Regions from separate parts of the Gossypium hirsutum genome. Here region 1 is linked to region 2. A link is a contact called in public Hi-C data. All regions are on one chromosome and are shown on one strand. Each heading gives the region's core, a stretch centred on a gene start, on an enhancer-like site or on the middle of the called end of the contact. The rest is flanking DNA. Distances are from core to core; before and after follow the strand shown. Region 1 has its middle 9.8 kb from the start of LOC121221135. Region 2 has its middle 8.6 kb from the start of LOC107940820.

Region 1 (4,514 bases), core at 1,381-3,880, 80 kb after region 2:
TCCAATTTAAGCTATTCATTCAATTAATTCATATTAAATCATATTTGATAAAATATTTTAATTTAATTCAAATTATTTATATATTAAAAATATTTTTATTTAAATATAACTAAAAATATATAAAATATTATTATAAAATAATTTTTAAATAATGATATAAACTTTAAACTTATTTAAATTGAATATAATATAAAATTTTGAATAAACTATAAAAATAGCCATTTATATATGGTTTAAATTACATTTTGGTCATTGAACTTTAATTTGTTACATTCTAGTCACTAATAATATAATTTTGTAACATTTTGATCATTGTGCCGCTATTCGACTTTAGTAGTGTAATGAAACTTTGACGACACAAATTGTGTCATTCAACATGACGTATTATATATGTCATTACCACAAATTTAATTACATTTTTTAAAAGTAACCTTTTTTTATTTTTTTACACTTTATTTCCTTTTTCATTATTTCATATTCTTTCCATTTTTTTCATTGTTCTATTGTCTCTCCTAATTCACCCTCTCTTTAACGCACTTCTTCTCTCAAGCTTCATCCACACTTTTTAATGGATATAATTAGGGGTGTGCATAATTCGGGTAAAACCGAAAAAATTTGGTTAACCGACCGAATTCGGTTAATCGGTCGGTTAACCGAATTTTTTCGGTCGGGGGTCGGTTAATTTTTTTATGATTTTTCGGTTAACGGTTAATTCGGTTCGAAACCGGTCGGTTAACCGAAAATTTTCGGTTAACCGAAAAAATTAATAAATAAAATTATCCAACCCAACCCAAACTCAATTACCCAACCCAATAAAACTAAAACTAAAGTTTACCCAATTACCCAATCCAATAAAACTAAAACTAAAAGACAACCCAATTTACTAAAGTCTAAAACCCAATTTACTTTAATAATTTATAAATTTTTTAAATTTTAAAAATAAAAAATAAAAAAAATTCGGGTATTTTTCGGTAATTGGGTTAATTCGGTTAATTCGGGTAATTCGGGTAATTCGGGTAATTCAGGTAATTTTTAACCAAAAATAAAAAATACATAATTTTCGGTTAATTCGGTTAACCGACCTTATTAACCAAAAAAATTTCGGTTCGGTTAAATTTTTTTAAAAAAAATCGGTTCGGTTAACGGTTAAAATTTTTGGAAGGTCGATTAATTCGGTTATAGTAATTTCGGGTCGGTTAACCGAATGAACACCCCTAGATATAATTGAAAGAGTTGATTAAATATAAATTTTAAAAAATAAATCTCATATTTTTTCTTGAAGCTATAAAAAATATTGGATTTAATAAATTCCTCATCATCTATCAAATCAAACACGAGAAAAATAAAATAATGGCAGATTTATCATAGCAACAGTCACAAGCCCAACTTGAATTTGCAACAAAATTCTCCAATATCAAATACTAGCAAACCTCTCAAACAGTATCACTTTCACCACTAGCTTTCAGTCTCATTCAAGGCACCCCAACAACATCATTCACTTATCAAATAAACTTATATTCAAATCAATCAAATAGTCAAGCAAACAACAATCGATAAGCACAAAAAAGAAACCCATATTAAGCCTAAGATCAGATTTCTAATAAAGAAAAATGTGTCAAAAATAGAAGAGAACATCAAAGAAAAAAAATAGGGGGTCAAATTCAGGGCAAGGGGTTGGAGGTACTACTAAGACTTGCTTGCCAATCCCAGCAATCGGAAAGAGGTACTGGTGAGGCGGAACACGTATAAAAAAATGAGCCGATTTAACAACAGATGATGGAGATCCGAGCTTGGGTAATTCAAAAGTTATGTTTTATATCTAAGGATTTTTAATGAGTTTTGAAGAAAATTTATTGGAGATTTGTGAACAGGCAATCGAGGGAGCAGTTCAGCGTATGTTCGTCGGGGGCAATGGGGTGACGGCATTGGAACAGGCAGCCAGTGATCGTGAATGAAGCTTTGAGGAAGGGAGAGTGTTCTAGAAAACAATGATAAGTAGAAGAAATAAAAAGAAATAAAAATAGAGAAATAAATAAAGAGGAAATAAAAGAAATAAGTAATTTAAAAAAAACATGTTTAAATTATGTGGTGATAACATGGATGAGATGTTAGCATTTAATAGTAAAATTTATGTTATATTAAACTTCGGTTACATCATTATCGCTAGATAACAGAACAATAATCAAAATATTAAAAATTGATAACGTTAATAACCAAAACGTAACAAATTAAAGTTTAATCACTAAAACATAATTTAAACCATATATAAATTATTATTTTTATAATTTTTTTTTCAAGTGTAATATATCCCAAACTTAGATGAAAGTAGAAGTTATTTATAATTGAAGAAAAATGGTAATAAGAAGAAGGATGAAGTCTCGAAATTCACACCAAAAAATTGAAAAAATTCCCAAGTTGGTAGTAAAAATATATATATATGAGGTTGCAAAATTTGATGGCATGAGAAAGTGTGTGGTACCCTGTTTGCTAGACAGTTTTGAGGTTTGCTTTACCTCCAAGAAACTGTCATTTTGCGATTTTGTTAATGGAAGTATAATACTTACATGCATCCTTGGACACAAAGCACTAACTTAGCCGAAGGAACTGAGGTCTAGGTCTACCACTAGGACTAGGACTAGGGGCCAACCGGTATGGAGGCTGGGTTAGGATGCTATAGCATCATGCAAAGACCCAGACACCCCACACCCCCATCCTGAATTTAGAAGGATGTGTTGTTCAATATTTAATTAATATTTAAAATGTCATTTAACCTATAACATATTGTATTCTAAATAAAAGAACTTAAATTCAAATTTCGAAGACAATATTATTAAAAGTGATAATCATGCATTTTTATAAAAAAGAACAACATTTGCAGAAACTTTCCTTAATTAGCTTTCTATTGGGCAACAGTACCGATCGATGGCATTGGAACAAGATACAGATAAATAATTTTTTTTATACCCATTTGTAAGAATTTGTCGTGGTGATATGGGGTTCACATAATTTTCTTCATTGTTTCAAACAACTTCTATGCTTTAAATTAATTCCAGATTTCCAGTTTTGTAAGTTTTGCTTTATCTCTCTCTGGAATCCAACACTATCCATCAACACAGTTTTGTGGCAAATTCTAGGAGACCAACACAATACAAGGAATTTGTCCTTCAATTTAGTCCTCACTAAAAAAACCCTCCAATTTTTTTTTTTAAATATCAATATATAATATTTATGTTATCCAAATTCAGATGGTATAAGTTTAGCCTTTCTAAATAATTTGGTTATACACAGTTTCCTATAGTAGAGTATGTAACTTTCCAAGTTTCAAGTTTTCTATGATCTACCAATAAAAAAATATTATCTTTTAAATTTATCAAACTAGACTAAAGGCATCACAGTATAAAGATTTATCCTAGAAAAACAAACCATTTAATTCTCAACTCAGCTATGGAAGCACTTGGTTTATTGTTCCACCTGCTCCTTCTAGGTCTTCTCGTCCATGCAGAGTTAAATTTCACGTACAAAGGATTCCTCAAAGCAAACGTGACAACGGAAGGAGCTTCATTTATCAAGTCCGACGGGATATTGGCATTAACAAACGATTCAGTGCGACTTATCGGGCATTCTTTCTATCCATCTCCAATACGATTTAAGAAAAGCAATCCCAACAGAACTGAAGCAGCTGTTACATTTAGCACAAACTTTGTATTCTCTATCAGTCCAAAGTACCCTGAGATTGGAGGTCATGGTCTTGCCTTTGTTCTCATGCCTACTGAAAAGCTGAAAAGTCTTCCAAACCAATACTTAGGCCTTCCGAATGACACCGACAATGCTCGTTTTTTTGCGGTGGAGTTTGATGTAGTCCAGAACGTTGAACTTCAAGATATCAATGATAACCATGTAGGAATAGATATATCCAGCCTGATATCCAACATATCTGAGCCAGCTGCTTACTATTCCTCCAATGACAACCGGAGCAACTCGGTTGCTCTCAAGAGTGGGGAACCTATTCAGGCATGGATTGACTATGACAGCAACAAGATGCTGATGAATGTCTCAATATCTCCTTGTGGCACGTTGAGGCCTCACCGCCCCTTGATATCATTCCCCATTGATCTCTCATTGGTGCTAGATGAGTATATGTTGGCTTCTCAGCTTCCACCGGCTTGCTGGCAGCCTTACATTATGTACATGGCTGGAGCTTTAGTATTGAGGGAAGGGCACAAGATTTAGATCCAAGAAAGCTCCCATTTCTGAATAGTAAGCCTAATAAACTGATGCACAGCAAGGGATTTGCAGTAGGTATCACTTTAGCAAGCATTACTCTGATTTTCCTAGCGATCATTGGTGTTATTCAGATCATATTCAGAATCAGAGATGGAGATGAGATTATGGAGGATTGGGAAATCGAATATAGGGTGCATAGATTCAATTACTCCGAGCTCTTCTCCGCAACAAGAGGGTTTGGAGAGAAAAACCTCGTCAGTTCTGGAGGGTTTGGGAGAGTTTATCGGGGG
Region 2 (4,522 bases), core at 1,007-3,506:
ATTTTGTATATGTTTTTTTTAATGTGTTTTAAATTACATAATATATAAAAATAACATAATATAAAGTATTATAAACTTAAAAATAGGTCATGCCAGACTTAGGCTTTGAATATTTAAGCTCGAGCCTGACCCATATTTTAAATGGACCTTTTTTTTGCCAAAGCTTATTTTTTCGGCTTAATATTTTTATCCAAACCTTTTCAAATTTCGAGCGAGTAACCCGACCCATGAACAGGTCTATTCATTAGGTGTTCCTTTTGCTGAGACAATTTTTTCTTTTTACAAAATGTAAAATTTAAGTTTTAGTTTCTTTATTATGCTAAGATTTGAAATTTAATCTCTATACTTTAATTTATAATACAATTTAGTCTTTATATTTTTATAATGTTATTAGTTAATGCAAATAGTTAATGTCGTTAAATTTTCGATTAAACTGTTCGATGGTTATATATAATTTGGATTTAAAAATTATTATCTGTTGGGTTTGCTTTGCTTTTTTACAATATCAGACAATAATTAAATTTAAATTTTTAAACCATGAGTTATTGTGTAGTGGTTGCTCACATCATCCCTTAATTATTTAGTTGGGGGTTCGATCCTTACTCATGGAACATAACACATTTCACAGTCAACCATTTACCTCTTCAAAGAGCACCGTGATGAGGGGATTAATCATTGCTGTCGGCGGTCTAAATTGTTAATATTGTTAACTATTTCAATTCAATGCTGATGTCATTTTTTTTCTTGAGAACACTATTCCTACAAAAAAAATGTATTTTATCACGTTGAGTTTGAATTAAAGTTTTTTTTTTAAATCCACACCAACATTGTCAATGTTATTTTTTGTTACATCATTATTAAGTGAATTATTTTTTATTTTAAAATGTCACAGCGATGAATTTAATGGATGAATTTTAACAATAATAACAATTAAACCTAAATTTCTAAATTTGAAAAATAGACTAACTATAATCTTAAAAATAAAAAATTAGGAGATTATAAAATGTTTAAAGCATATTTTAACTTTCAAATTTTCATTCTATAATTTGGTACAAGAAAAAAGGAACTCTATGTGAAGCATGGGAACCATATCAGTAATAATAAGAGTAAACTACACCTAAAGTCATTAAACTATTAGTAAGTTTACATTATGGTCACTAAACTATTCAAAAGTTTTTATTTAAGTCAATGGGTTGTTAAGGGTTTTTATTTTTATTTTAAAGTCTGGCTAGCGAGCTAATGCCTATTCGACAATTGGTATGGTGGATGAGTACCCATCCACAAGTAGAAGAACATTTCTTATATCTAAATATATTCGATGGTTAGTGTAGAAGATCATTGAAGAAAGTTATTCAAATTTTGGTTTACAGATTTGTAAGGATCAATGTTGTTTTATGAAAAAAAAAAAGAAACTAAATTGTAAAAGAGAAGAAGAATGAGAGTTTTTGATTGATATGGATGGTGCAAGTAGAAAATGTTATAAAATAATAATTTCAATAATTCGATAATTAAAATGAAAATTTTTTAAATAATTTAATGATATTTTATAATTTTTTTTTAATTTAAAAGATGAAAAGATAAAACTTATTAATAACTTACCTTAATAATAATAATATTTTCCCGGACCCAGCTTATAAAGGGCGGTCATTGCAGGCTGGGACTCCACCAAACAACACAGTCCCAATCGCTTGAGCTGGGGAACCACATGCACTGTACTCACATTACCAAACAAAACCTTCCTTCACCTAGCTATTACTATACGACACATTTTGACACTTACTAAGATTTTTGGCACCTTCCTATCGCTCATCACTTGGTAAAAAGCAATCTCACACATATTTTTAAATTTTTAAATATTTGCATTTAATATTTTATACGATGTCACACTCAATACTCATACAGAAATTTTAAATAATTTGGGTTTGAGGAGCTGCAAGTAAAGTATTTTTTTCCTGTGAAATGCCCAGGTGAAGTAAGGGGTTTGTATTGGGTGGCTGTCTTTTCAATATAATAATATAATATGAACTGTATGATGGGGGTGGGGGTGGAGGGGCCTTTGCATGGCAGAAAGAGATGAGAAATTAAATTTTGGATGGAAATTTGACATGCATTCATACCATCTTCATTAAGAATCACAGCCAAATTTAAATAAAAAAAACAGGGAGCGTTATTAACTCAGATTTGTGGTCTCCATCACCACCTATCCCTTTCTGAATGGGGGGGCTACCTCTTTTGGAGGGCACACCTTTTTACTATTTAACAGTGATATGTCGACCAAATGTAGCCATGACTCTTTGAATTACAACCCTATTCTGTTATTACAACATTTGTATTCCATGTATATTTTAAATGTAATTATGTAACTATGATCTTACATATATAGAGAGATTTTATGTTTCTTTATTTACAAAATGAATAAAAGTATCATTAAAAAATATTATAAAAGAATCAAACTGAATATTTTAATTATAATTCAAGAGTCAATTTAGATATAAGTCCTTCAATTAACATGTGATATCACTTTTTTGTTAAGGGTGTAATGACTTTTAACGGATAAATAATCAAAACGTTAACTTTTCATAATTCAATGGTAAAAGAAAAAAATTTACTAAGGGGTAGATAGATGCGCGTAGAGCTAGGGGGCCTTGAGGACAAATATATTGGGCTGGGACACATGACACAATACATTATTGATTTGGTCCATAGTCCATATGGTTTAAGGGCCTACAACATGGGAAAGGGTATAATTCTTGGGAATTTTTTCCTACGGTGCCTACTAAAATGCAAATATTCATTCTGATGAGATGTAACCATTATGAGCCCTCTGATTTCGCCGGTTTCGTACAATGGGACTTCGGGATTGTATTTATTTTAATTGAAGAAATGATTGGTGTCAGTGGCAGATGAAATCTTGCACACGTGTGTTGTGTACCTTACTTGCTAGATTATTAAATTTTTAGATATTTTGCTCCGATATAAATGTAAGCCCTAATTGATATCTTTGCTCATTTGTGAAAAGGTACAATCCATGGCCTACTCGGCTAGGCCGGCCTAATTATTGCAACTCACAAACATGGCTACAACCTATGAGGGACATATTAGATGCATGGGGAAGATTCACATCTATATATTCCTATATAAGATTTAAATGATATCCAAAACCAAAACTGTAAATTTAATTTTAATTTAGTTGTATCGGTTTTATTATTATAAAAGAAAAATTAGATTCGAGTATGTTTTAAGGGAAATCAACAAAAAACAGAAAGGGTTAATCAACTATACCATCGCTAGCATGCACATGGTGGAACGTATCTTTAGGTAGATTTGGTCATGAACTAGATCATTCATTAGTTTAGATAAAAATATAGACTCAAAAAAAGAGTTTGGACAAAAAATAAGACCAATTTCCTAAATGAATCTAGCCTCAAATAAGATTTTTTGATTTTGCCCGAATCAACTTAAAATTTCTTTTTTGCTGATGTTTTGTTATCATGTCACTATTATATTGCTACTATATTTTTTGTTATTATTTGGGTATTGTATAACTCTTGTTTTATTGTTAAGTTTGCTACTATTTTAGATATATTTGTTCGCTAAGTTACAATTATTTTAGTGTTATTTAAGTATAAAGATTTTTTAATGCATTTTTTATTTTTTGGAAAATATTTATTTTAATGTTTTTAATATATTTGATGTAGTATATTTTTTAAATTTATTTTTAAATAAAAAATTAATACAAGCAGGTCAGATCAGGCTCGAATTTAACATTTTTAATTTGGGCCAAAATGGATAAAATTTGAGGTTTATTTTTGGATTTAGTCGGACATGAACTTAAAATTTTGTATTAGTCCAATCAACCCATTACCAAATCTAATTTTAAACTTATTAAAAATTTCAAAATTTAAAAAAGAATTAACTAAGACTTTAAAAATCTTGGTGAGGTAATTAAAATTTTTTTATAGTTTTGGGAGGGCGAAAGCCTCCTCTGACTCTAACTGAACCGTCCAGTGGCAAGGCCCAAAAAGAGAGAGGGGTATAGTTGGACCATAAAAGACAACACCCAACCCCTCCTTCCTCACTTTTATTCGTCAAACTCAAATGGGCTACGCAATCCCACAATAATTGTGTTAGAGTTGATCTGGGGTTTATCCGTAATCTGATTTTTTTGGACAGTGATTAGTAGATTTGAAGACTTTAATTGAGTTTTAAAGTCGACATTGCTTGGATTTACCCGTTGTTAGCGTTGTTGGAATTATATGCTTATTGTAATGATTTTATATTGTAATCTTGTAGCTACAACTTTGAGTATACTAGAATTTTTGATTAAAATCTCAATTCTCGTGGTTTTAATCCTTTGCTTTTAGAGATTTTTTACATAAAAATCATTTAATTTGCTTTAATGTATCTTTAATTAATCATCTATAGACAAAAATATATACTTTATAATTAAATTTGTTCTCTAGTTTCATATATATAAATTTGTTATTCAACGCATCGGGAATTGTATATTTATATCTGCAGT

The links. Hi-C and Micro-C count contacts between places; a contact is called where the count stands out from the background.
Region 1: a contact with region 2 is called in a Hi-C map of leaf, with 2.7 times the contacts expected there. The contact joins two enhancer-like sites. A contact is called at or near these places in 2 of 34 Hi-C or Micro-C datasets (both in leaf).

The regions. Positions count from the first base shown.
Region 1 is chrA03:108,722,546-108,727,059 of Gossypium_hirsutum_v2.1, forward strand. It overlaps the pseudogene LOC107962944. Among protein-coding and RNA genes, the nearest start is that of LOC121221135, 9.8 kb to the left of the region's middle. Within about 2 kb of position 2,631, at least 6 of the 9 cell types and tissues checked have an H3K27ac peak or open chromatin away from gene starts, as enhancers often do. A contact at or near this core is called in leaf, where this site is marked.
Region 2 is chrA03:108,643,050-108,647,571 of Gossypium_hirsutum_v2.1, forward strand. No RefSeq gene overlaps it. Among protein-coding and RNA genes, the nearest start is that of LOC107940820, 8.6 kb to the left of the region's middle. Within about 2 kb of position 2,257, at least 3 of the 9 cell types and tissues checked have an H3K27ac peak or open chromatin away from gene starts, as enhancers often do. A contact at or near this core is called in leaf, where this site is marked.